Regions from separate parts of the Sus scrofa genome. Here region 2 is linked to region 1. A link is a contact called in public HiChIP or PLAC-seq data. All regions are on one chromosome and are shown on one strand. Each heading gives the region's core, a stretch centred on a gene start, on an enhancer-like site or on the middle of the called end of the contact. The rest is flanking DNA. Distances are from core to core; before and after follow the strand shown. Region 1 overlaps LOC106505748 (a long non-coding RNA gene). Region 2 overlaps LOC106505748 (a long non-coding RNA gene).

The links. HiChIP or PLAC-seq counts read pairs in DNA pulled down with a chosen protein or histone mark.
Region 2: a contact with region 1 is called in an H3K27ac HiChIP or PLAC-seq map of alveolar macrophages. The contact joins two enhancer-like sites. A contact is called at or near these places in 1 of 47 Hi-C or Micro-C datasets (embryonic fibroblasts) and 1 of 2 datasets of contacts at active chromatin or transcription factors (alveolar macrophages).

What each region holds. Positions count from the first base shown.
Region 1 is chr13:115,764,885-115,769,521 of Sscrofa11.1, reverse strand. The region is part of intron 1 of LOC106505748 (a long non-coding RNA gene); the gene reads right to left. Among named protein-coding and RNA genes, the nearest start is that of TBL1XR1, 280 kb to the right of the region's middle. Within about 2 kb of position 2,626, at least 13 of the 83 cell types and tissues checked have an H3K27ac peak or open chromatin away from gene starts, as enhancers often do. A contact at or near this core is called in alveolar macrophages, where this site is marked.
Region 2 is chr13:115,970,033-115,974,669 of Sscrofa11.1, reverse strand. All of the region lies in intron 2 of LOC106505748 (a long non-coding RNA gene), which reads right to left. Among named protein-coding and RNA genes, the nearest start is that of TBL1XR1, 480 kb to the right of the region's middle. Within about 2 kb of position 2,084, at least 1 of the 83 cell types and tissues checked has an H3K27ac peak or open chromatin away from gene starts, as enhancers often do. A contact at or near this core is called in alveolar macrophages, where this site is marked.

The DNA of each region.
Region 1 (4,637 bases), core at 1,377-3,876:
GAGGAAAAGCAAATATTTAATTAATCATTCTAACATTTTGTCTGTGTGATCAACTACTGAATATTCCCAAACATGTCAATGGAAGTTTTCCAAATAACCACCTATTGGGCAATAAAGATCAAACATCCCAATTTTGAACTGAATTTTTTTTTTCTTTTTGCTCAGGGTTTTTGGGTTAGATAGATAAAGTCAAATCTCCACTTTCAAATTATCACTAAAGTAACATTTCATAGATCAATGATCATCCATTTCAACTTTCTGCCCTGGCCAATGGTCCCCCTACCCTTAAGTCAAAGAGTACTGATAAAGTTCTCTGAATTCTTCAGCAATTAAAAAAAAAAAAAAAACCTATAAAGCACTCAAATCTAACTTAGATGAGCATTGATCCTTAGGAATTATGTCCACCATGTATAAGCAATATTGCAGCAGGAAAGCATATATCCACCCCAAAGCACTAACAGTGCTTAACTTGTCTAAGTGGGATTATAAGTGGGGGTTTTTTTCCCCTGTACTTTATTCTTTTTTCTGTACTTTCACATTTATAATTCAAAGAATAAAATAATTTAATTTTAAAAACTATAAAACTAACTATAAAAAAAATATATTGACATAGCTGAGTATTCTCAAGGTTTTGTGGCATAATGTTTTTGTGGCAATGCCAGGGTTTGCCAAAAGGAAATGCTGAGACACTGCTAGTACTGTCTGGAGCACTTTCTCGGCCCAAGGCTCCCCACTCCTAATGCCAACCATTCTTTTCTATCACCATCACTGCCCCCAAATAAGATATGTGGGCTCCCCAGCAGATACTCAATTTCCTTTCAAACTGAAAGCAGGAAAAACAGAAAAGACTGTCTCCATCCTCTTTTCTCCCAATATATTGCCCTTTCCTTTCCAGACTTTCTGGAAGCCAAACAACATCACTACCCTTACCCATCAAAATTGTGCCCATGCTGGTGACCACAGAAGCCACTTCCTCATCCCCCAAATGCCTAAAATCCAGTAACCTTTTCTTTGGCCAAGTTACAAAGTTGCCAGAAGCAAACTTTCCTATGGACATGCTGATCTGTCTTCCAATGATCTGTCTAAATATTGCCTTCTTCATATAATTTATAAATGTCATGTGCAAGAACAAGGCACTGAAAAGTAAATGATCTAACCACACACAACTGTCATTTTACTCCCTGTGCTCACCCTTCTGGTTTAACTGCAAAGAAACAAACCAAAAAAACTGAATCTCCTTCAAGGACACAAAGCTCTTGTGTCCTTCATAAGCAAATCAGTCATAAATAGAACACATCTCAAACTTAATTTACTGATGGTATGTACTAGAATGAGGTCACAATGTGATTTTTTTCAAAGTATTAAATCATTTTGTCCATTTTCATAGCAAAAGCATCTCTTTAACCCATATGCCCATTTAAAACTGTTTTAATTATTCTCCTTAAATGCCAAGAGAAATTTATTTTTTTGCTTTTTTTTTTTTTAGGGCTACACCCATGGCATATAGAAGTTCCCAGGCTAGGGGTGGAACCAGAGCTACAGCTGCAAGTCTACACCACAGCCATAGCAACACCAGACCAGGGCCACATCTGTAACCTACAACATAGCTCACAGCGAGGCTAGGGATGGAATCCACATCTTCATGGATACTAGTTGGTTCATTAGCACTGAGTGAGACCAGAGATGGAACCCACATCCTCATGGATACTAGTTGGTCCATTAGCACTGAGCCACAATGGGAACTTTCAAGAGTAATTATTTAACTTAAATAAACAGTGGAATATTGACCCATAATTTTTTTTCTCACAGTAGGCCATTCTTAAAAGGAGAGTAAAGTGATTTGGGTTTCACACCTTTTAGGATTCTTTAGAGACCTTGAAAAGAAAAAGGAAACCAGCATATATGCTCCTCCACCAATCCTCTTCTTTACCTTCTTTGTTGGAAAAGGGGGTGAAAAGGAGCTGCCAGGCATCAATTCAAGATGCTCTCTGGCTCAGGAACAGGGCTGGGGGAATTACAGCCACCAAAAGAAGGTCCAGGGTGCCACCAACATGATTTCCCCAGACTTCCTGACCAAGAACCCTATAAAGTTCCATCTTCTCACAACCTGTTTTGTTTATTTCTATTTGCGGTTTTGGCTTCACCTAACAGAGTACGGAAACCACATAATATTTACGTACAGTTGCCAACTGTAGCCTCATCTTTATCTTAACTGTTTCTTCAACAAAAGAAAAACAATAAAAAAATGATACTCTTCCTGTTAAGCTCAATTATGAGCATAACAGTTGATTATCTCACTTTCAGTATGACCAGTTAGGGTCTAAATATTATTTTATGAATGGCAGCAACCATCATATGGAAAGCATGGCTGTCCTAAAGAACAGATTTAGAAGTCAGGGATACAATGCAGAGAGTGCTAACCCAAATGCCTGTAGGAGGCCAGCAAGTAACTAACTGAAAGAGTGAGATAAACTGAGGGAAGACAACAGGAAGACAAAGCACTGAGAGGAACTAGAGTGTACCGCTCACTAAGGTAAACAAGAGGCTTTTTGCCTAGAAGTCAAAAGTCAGGTGAACAGAGAAGCTCCAAGTTCATCTGGGTGCTTCCAGAACAATGATTCGTTCTTCTGCTGGAAGGGGCCACACCCAGAAACCACAGTGAAGCAAGCAAGCACTAAGGGAATGTACTCCAAAGACCAGTACAAATATTCAAAACCTTTCCATGTCTAGCCTCAAAGAGGAGTGTGTCACCAGGAAGGGATGGATCCCAGGAAATATTCTGGGACAAGAGTATTTTGATACTGCTCAGATTGTATACCACAATAGTGACTGCCTACACAGCTTGTCCTAAGGCCCAACTCGAAAGACAGTTCAACTTGCCTTTTCTCAGGGAAGACACCAACTACAAAAAAAAAAAAAAAAAAAAAAGTAACTTAATTCCGGAAACAGAAGGATTTCCAGAAAAAAAAATTAATTTTACACAAATTTCTCTGATTCTGGAAAGGCTCACCTGGAAAAGGTTTCACATATTCACATTGTGTAAATGCCTTGGTCTTCATTATTTATAACACATTGAGTGAATAACAAATCTCAGCTCCATTTCTGCTACGTTTACCCAGCCATCCTACCCCTGATCACTTAGGCAGTTATTGAAAGGGAATGATCCAATCAGACCTTTCCTTTCTCATATTATTAAGAATTGTGTCATCATTGCATAAGGCCTGAAGTTGCAAAAACTGTTATTTCAAAAGTGATGACTGAGCTCCTTCTATGCACCAGGGCTTACACACTGGACAAACAAGGAATGGCAAAGCAAAGTTCTTGTTCTTTATGAATCCCAGTCTAAGTATGTGTCAATCATATACAGAATTAGCCAAATGACCATGTAAGAAAAAACATTATGAATAAAATGCTGTAATATTGGCATGGACATCCCTAATTCTGCCTGGGAGGTAGAGAATGGGGACATTTGAGCTAGCCTTTAAACGACTGTGAAATATAGGAAGGGTGGTTCCAGAACATGACACCATGTATAGAATTTCATATTCATAAAATTCAATATCTGGTACTAAGTGATTACTAAGTAAATTTTTTTCATTTATTTTGTTTTCATCTTAGGTTTTCTTTTTGTTGTATTTCAGCTTTATTTTTATGAAGAGTATCTGAAAAATTTATGAATTCTCTCTACTAAGTCCGGTATTGCCCTTGAGTTTAGTTGGGGTAGAATTATAAATGTTTCTCATCTCTTTCCCTAGCTACCGACTTTAAATAGGATCCCATAAAGTGACACATGACATTTAATAACAAACTCAATGCATAAAACTGCTGAAGTGTTTGAAAAATATAAAAGCTTTATGACAATACATATCAAATGATACAGAATATGAAAAGTCTTGGAACATTATCGGGATTGGCTAGAAATAAACCCAACATAAATTAACCTCAGTTTTATACAAGTGGAAATGGCAATTATATTGGAACAAGGGAAGATGTTCAAAACCAATAGTTTTTATGTTATTAGATTGATGTCCCAACATCATGAATGGCTTATTATCATTTGATAATTGGGCCAGCCTATTTAATACTTGAGGCCTTAATTGTGGTTCCTCCCAGAAGATGAAATATGAGTGAAAAGCCACAGCTTTTTGTAACACAACGAATCAATCCCCCCCCAAAAAAAAGCCTCTGTTAAAAAAATGATAAAACACATCATATATTTTTGGATTTATCAAGCCACATGCCTTCAAAATAATTAGCGTTTGTCATTTTGGTTTATACATGAAAAAAATCTGATAAAAGGTAGGCAAAATTAAATCAAATGCTTTTAGCAGGCACTCAATGAATTCCCCCTACTAATGTTTACAGTGCTAGGCTATCTATTTGTACATCATCTGTCATTTGTTTCCAAAGGGTTCTATTTTCTGATATGATAGTTGCAGTGCATTATGAATCAGCTAATTATACAATAACCTTTACCAGAAGCAAAGCCAGAATTACATGGATTTCAGGGCAGTTATTTCTAATCCCCATTTTAAATTACATCTGTCTCTTAAGTCAGGAGAAGAAAGAAGCAGTTGGTAAACAAGCCACCTTTAGCTGAAGCCAATTGATGGATTTGTTTTGTTGGACAATAATAG
Region 2 (4,637 bases), core at 835-3,334, 210 kb before region 1:
CCGACACCCTAGCTTTTTCTGTTCAAGCATAAGCAAACCTCTAAAAGAAAGCACTGCTGTTATACAAGGGGGGATACAGGTTTTGTGGGGCCTACAGATTATGCAATATTGGGGCAGAAGAGTTCCTTAAAATACAGAATTCAAAATTATGAATAAAAAATTAAGTACAAAAGTGAATATTTATTTAGAATGAGAAAAAATGCAATAAATTAAAATTTTAAAAAACAAGCATGAGAAAAGTATGGAGGTACCTTAGAAAACTATACACGGAACTACCATTTGACCCAGCAATCCCACTCTTGGGCATATGTCCGGACAAAACTTTCCTTAAAAAAGACACATGCACCCGCATGTTCATTGCAGCTCTATTCACAATAGCCAAGACATGGAAACCCAAATGTCCATCAACAAATAAATGTATTAAGAAGATGCGTTTTATATATATATATATATATATATATATATATATATATATATAAATAGTGGAATACTACTCAGCCATCAAAAAGAACAAAATAATGCCATTTGCAGCAACATGGTTGGAACTAGAGACTCTCACACTAAGTTAAGTAGGTCAGAAAGAGAAAGATACATACTATATGATACCACATATCTGGAATCTAGTATATGGCACAAATGAACCTTTCCACAGAAAAGAAACTCATGGACACGGAGAACAGACTTGTGGTTGCCAAGGAGGGGGTTAGCGGGATGGACTGGGAATTTGGGGTTAATAGATGCAAACTATTGCCTTTGGACTAGATAAGCAATGGGATCCTGCTGTATAGTACTAGGAACTATGTCTGGTCACTTGTGATGGAGTATGATAATGTGAAAGATCACATACATGTGTGTGTGACTGGGTCACCTTGCTGTACAGTAGAAAATGGACAGAACACTGTAAACCAGCTATAATGGAAAAATTAAAAATCATAAAAAAACATTAAAAATATATGAAAATAATGTAATATTTTAAAACTATCTGGCCTCCATAACATTTTCCCCCTTATTTTTACCACGTTCTCTTTGATTCCTTCTTCATTTGGTAAGGGCTCAATCTGTCTTTCAGCATAGTTAATTTTTTTAAATGTGTTCATTATTTACAGGTTAGAAAAGTTTTAGCTTCCTACTCCATTATTGGTAACATATAAGTCTGAAGAATTTTTTTCTCAAATTTATAAAAATCTCTTATCAAGTTTCATATCTGAGCTGAACAATTTCAGAACAGTTCAAGGTTTTGTGTGTGTGTGTGTGTGTGTGTGTGTGTTGTGACTAATATTAAATCCTTTAGCTGGCGACACCCATTAACCAGTTTGCCACTGATGTTTCATCACAGTGCAAGATCATGAATTTTAGGTTATTTTATCTGATAGGAGAGAATTTGCATTTTGACTAGGCCCTGACAAGAATCAGATCCTCTTTTTCCAATCTTACACATCTCAGAATTAAAAGGTCATTTTCACATACTAGGTTCTGGCTCTGTATATTTCAAAGCTTTTCTCCTCCACATTTTCCCCAGTGCCAGGCGTCAAAAGACAGATTTACACTTGGTGTCACTGACTGATGAGCTGGCCCTAGTAGGTTGAGGGAGAATTCCTGGGACTATTAGTAGTAACTTAACTATATGTTAACTTGATGTGAACCACACAGTATATTCCCTTAAACCCTAACTTTAGTTCCCTAAGTGGATACTTAAATGCTATTCACAACAGCAGGGGAATTGAGAGTGAAGGAGGGTCTGAATAGAAAGATTGCAGTGGTCTCAAATGATTGCACTTAAATATTGTGTTTTATTTACTGAATGGTTGCTTTCTGCCAAAACCCACACATTGAAAGCCTAATCCCCAGTGTGATGGTATTTGGAGATGGGTCCTTTGGGAAGTAATTAGGGGTAGATCAGGTCATGGTGGGGGGTGGTGGTGAGGGGAACCCTCCTGATAAGACTAATGCTTTTATATGAAAGGGTCTCTCTCTCTCCTTCTCTTCTCCAACCCCCAACCTTGTGAGGCAACAGGGAGAGAAAACGCTGTCCGTAAACCAGGAAGAAGATGCAACCTGACCATGCTGTCATGCTGACATCAGACTTCCAGGTTTCAAAACTGTGAGAAATACATTTCTGTTGTTTAAGCCACCCAGTCTATAGAACTGTGTTAAAGCAGCCAGAATAGACTAAGTCAAATATCTTACATGTGAGAGTTTTACAGATTACATAACCAAGGGAAGGCACTGCTAGTAAATCCTGGGGCTTGGGAAAGGTCTAGAAGGTAAGGGACTTGGAACTGAAGGCTAATTGGCTTACTGGTGTTTCTGCCTTGGCATTAGAATTTCCTCAGGAAATTTCCTCTAGGTTCTGCCCCTTTATACAGATTTGCCCTCCTTGCCACTTAACCCCTTTCTGCAACTCAGCAAGGACCAGCTAACTAATACAGCATCTTTTTCCCAGGCTTTATTCTTCTAAACCTTCTGCCTTCTTTCTCTGAGCTACTCCCTTAACTGGCACCTTCCTGACTCACTCACTGCTTCTCTCTCTCTTGCTCATCCTCCCATCTCCCCCTTGTCCTCCCAACAAGAAGATGCTTTCCCACGTTCTGCCCAACTCCTTTCTTCTATGGAAATCTTCCTTGGAAATCTCATTCATTCACACATTTATGTCATCAGCTCAGTGTCTATGTTTGCTCCAGTCTCCTTTCTCTAGAGAAAATATTTCTCTCTAGAGCCAGTTTCATTGCCTGCTAATGTACCATCAACACCTCAGTTCAATGTCTTTTCCCCACACTGGCTCTACTTTCTTGGCTACAAGTTGTCTATTAATGCTGAGAAATCACTGTTGACTCCTGTTTTCCCCTTGACCACCATATTTCTTTTACCCATTTCCTTGTCAACTATCCTACTTCTAACCTTAGCATCTTTTTTTTTTTTTTTTTTTTTTTTTTTGTCTTTTGACTCTTCAGGGCCACACCCACGGCACATGAAGATTCGCAGGCTAGGGGTCTAATCGGAGCTACAGCTGCTGGCCCACGCCAGAGCCACAGCAAAGCCAGATCTGAGCCAAGTCTGCGACCTACACCACAGCTCACAGCAACGCCAAATCCTTAACCCACTGAGCAAGGCCAGGGATCGAACCTGCAACCTCATAGTTCCTAGTTGGATTCATTTCCTTTGTGCTATGAAAGGATCGCTAAAGGATAGTAAAAATCCCTCAACTGCTCCAGAGGATTCTACAACTTTTCCCCTCCTTTCTACAGGATGGTTCTTACTTCTCCTCAGAACTGCCATATGCTTTTCATGTTTCTGATAGAATTTTATATTTCATCCTGTATTTATGTGGCATTAACTAACACATAAAATACATATAATGTGCTAAGCATTTTGCACTATCTTATTTAATTCTCATACCTGCTCTGTTATTAGCTATTATTAACATGATTTTTATTTGTATTTTAAATGGAGAACCTAAGCCTTAGAAAAATGAGTAACTTGTGGATAAGCAATGATATCCTGCTGTATAGCACAGGGAACTATATCTAATCACCTATGATGGAACATGATAGAAGATAATGTGAGAAAAAGAATGTACATGTATATGTATGACTGGGTCACTTAGCTGTACAGCAGAAATTGATAGAACATTGTAAATCGACTATGCTAGAAAAATCTTACAAAAATAAAAAAAAAATAGTTAAGCCAACCCCCCTCAGAAAAAAAAACAAAAACAAAAAAAAAAAGAAAGAAGAAAAATGAGTAACTGCCTCAAGGTCACACAGAAAGTGGCACAGTCAGAATTTGGATGCAGCTTTCTGACTACAAATAACTGTGAGCTTAATCACCAAAACTAACAATACATAATTTCTACCATTTATTATGTACTTATCATGTGCTCTATAAACTTCACATTACCCTATGAGGATATACTATCATCATCCTCTTTTTATGAAGAAGAAAACTTAAGCCCCCAAACTTTATGTCATCCCCTAAGGTGTCCTAGCTGGTAATGGCAGAGCTACTACTAAAGATGGGCCATTTGGATTCAGAGCTCATACTGCTAATCATGTCACCAGACTGCTTCCCTCTCCACTCTGCTGACTTCATCTTTCTTGCCCAGGCCTTTCAACCATACAGTAGCCCCCCTGAAGGCAAGGGGTACTTCTTATTCATTTTTTCCATAACAAAGGTAATTTTTATTTTGAAATTATTTCAGATTACCAAAAAAGTTGCCAACAGTACAAAAATTGTTATTTCCAGAAACTTTTTAGACTAAGTTATTGCCAACATGCTGTCATGTGAGCCCTGAACAATTTAGTGTGTAAACTGTTGTAATTTCCTCCAGACAAGGGTATTCTTCTACATGACAACAATAAAACCATCAAGATGAAGAACTTAACACTGATATACTGACACATCATTGATATATCATTATCATCTAATATCAAAACCCATTCAATTTCTACCAGTTGTTCCAATAACATTCTTCATAACAAAAGGATCCAGTACAGACTCACACACTTAATTTTCTGTGTCTCTAGTCTCCTTCGATATGGAATAGCTAGCTCCTCAGTCTTTCTGCAATATCCAAGTCCTTGACACTTTTGAAAACTGCATGCCAAATATTTTTGGCAGTAATGTCTCAGTCTCAGAAG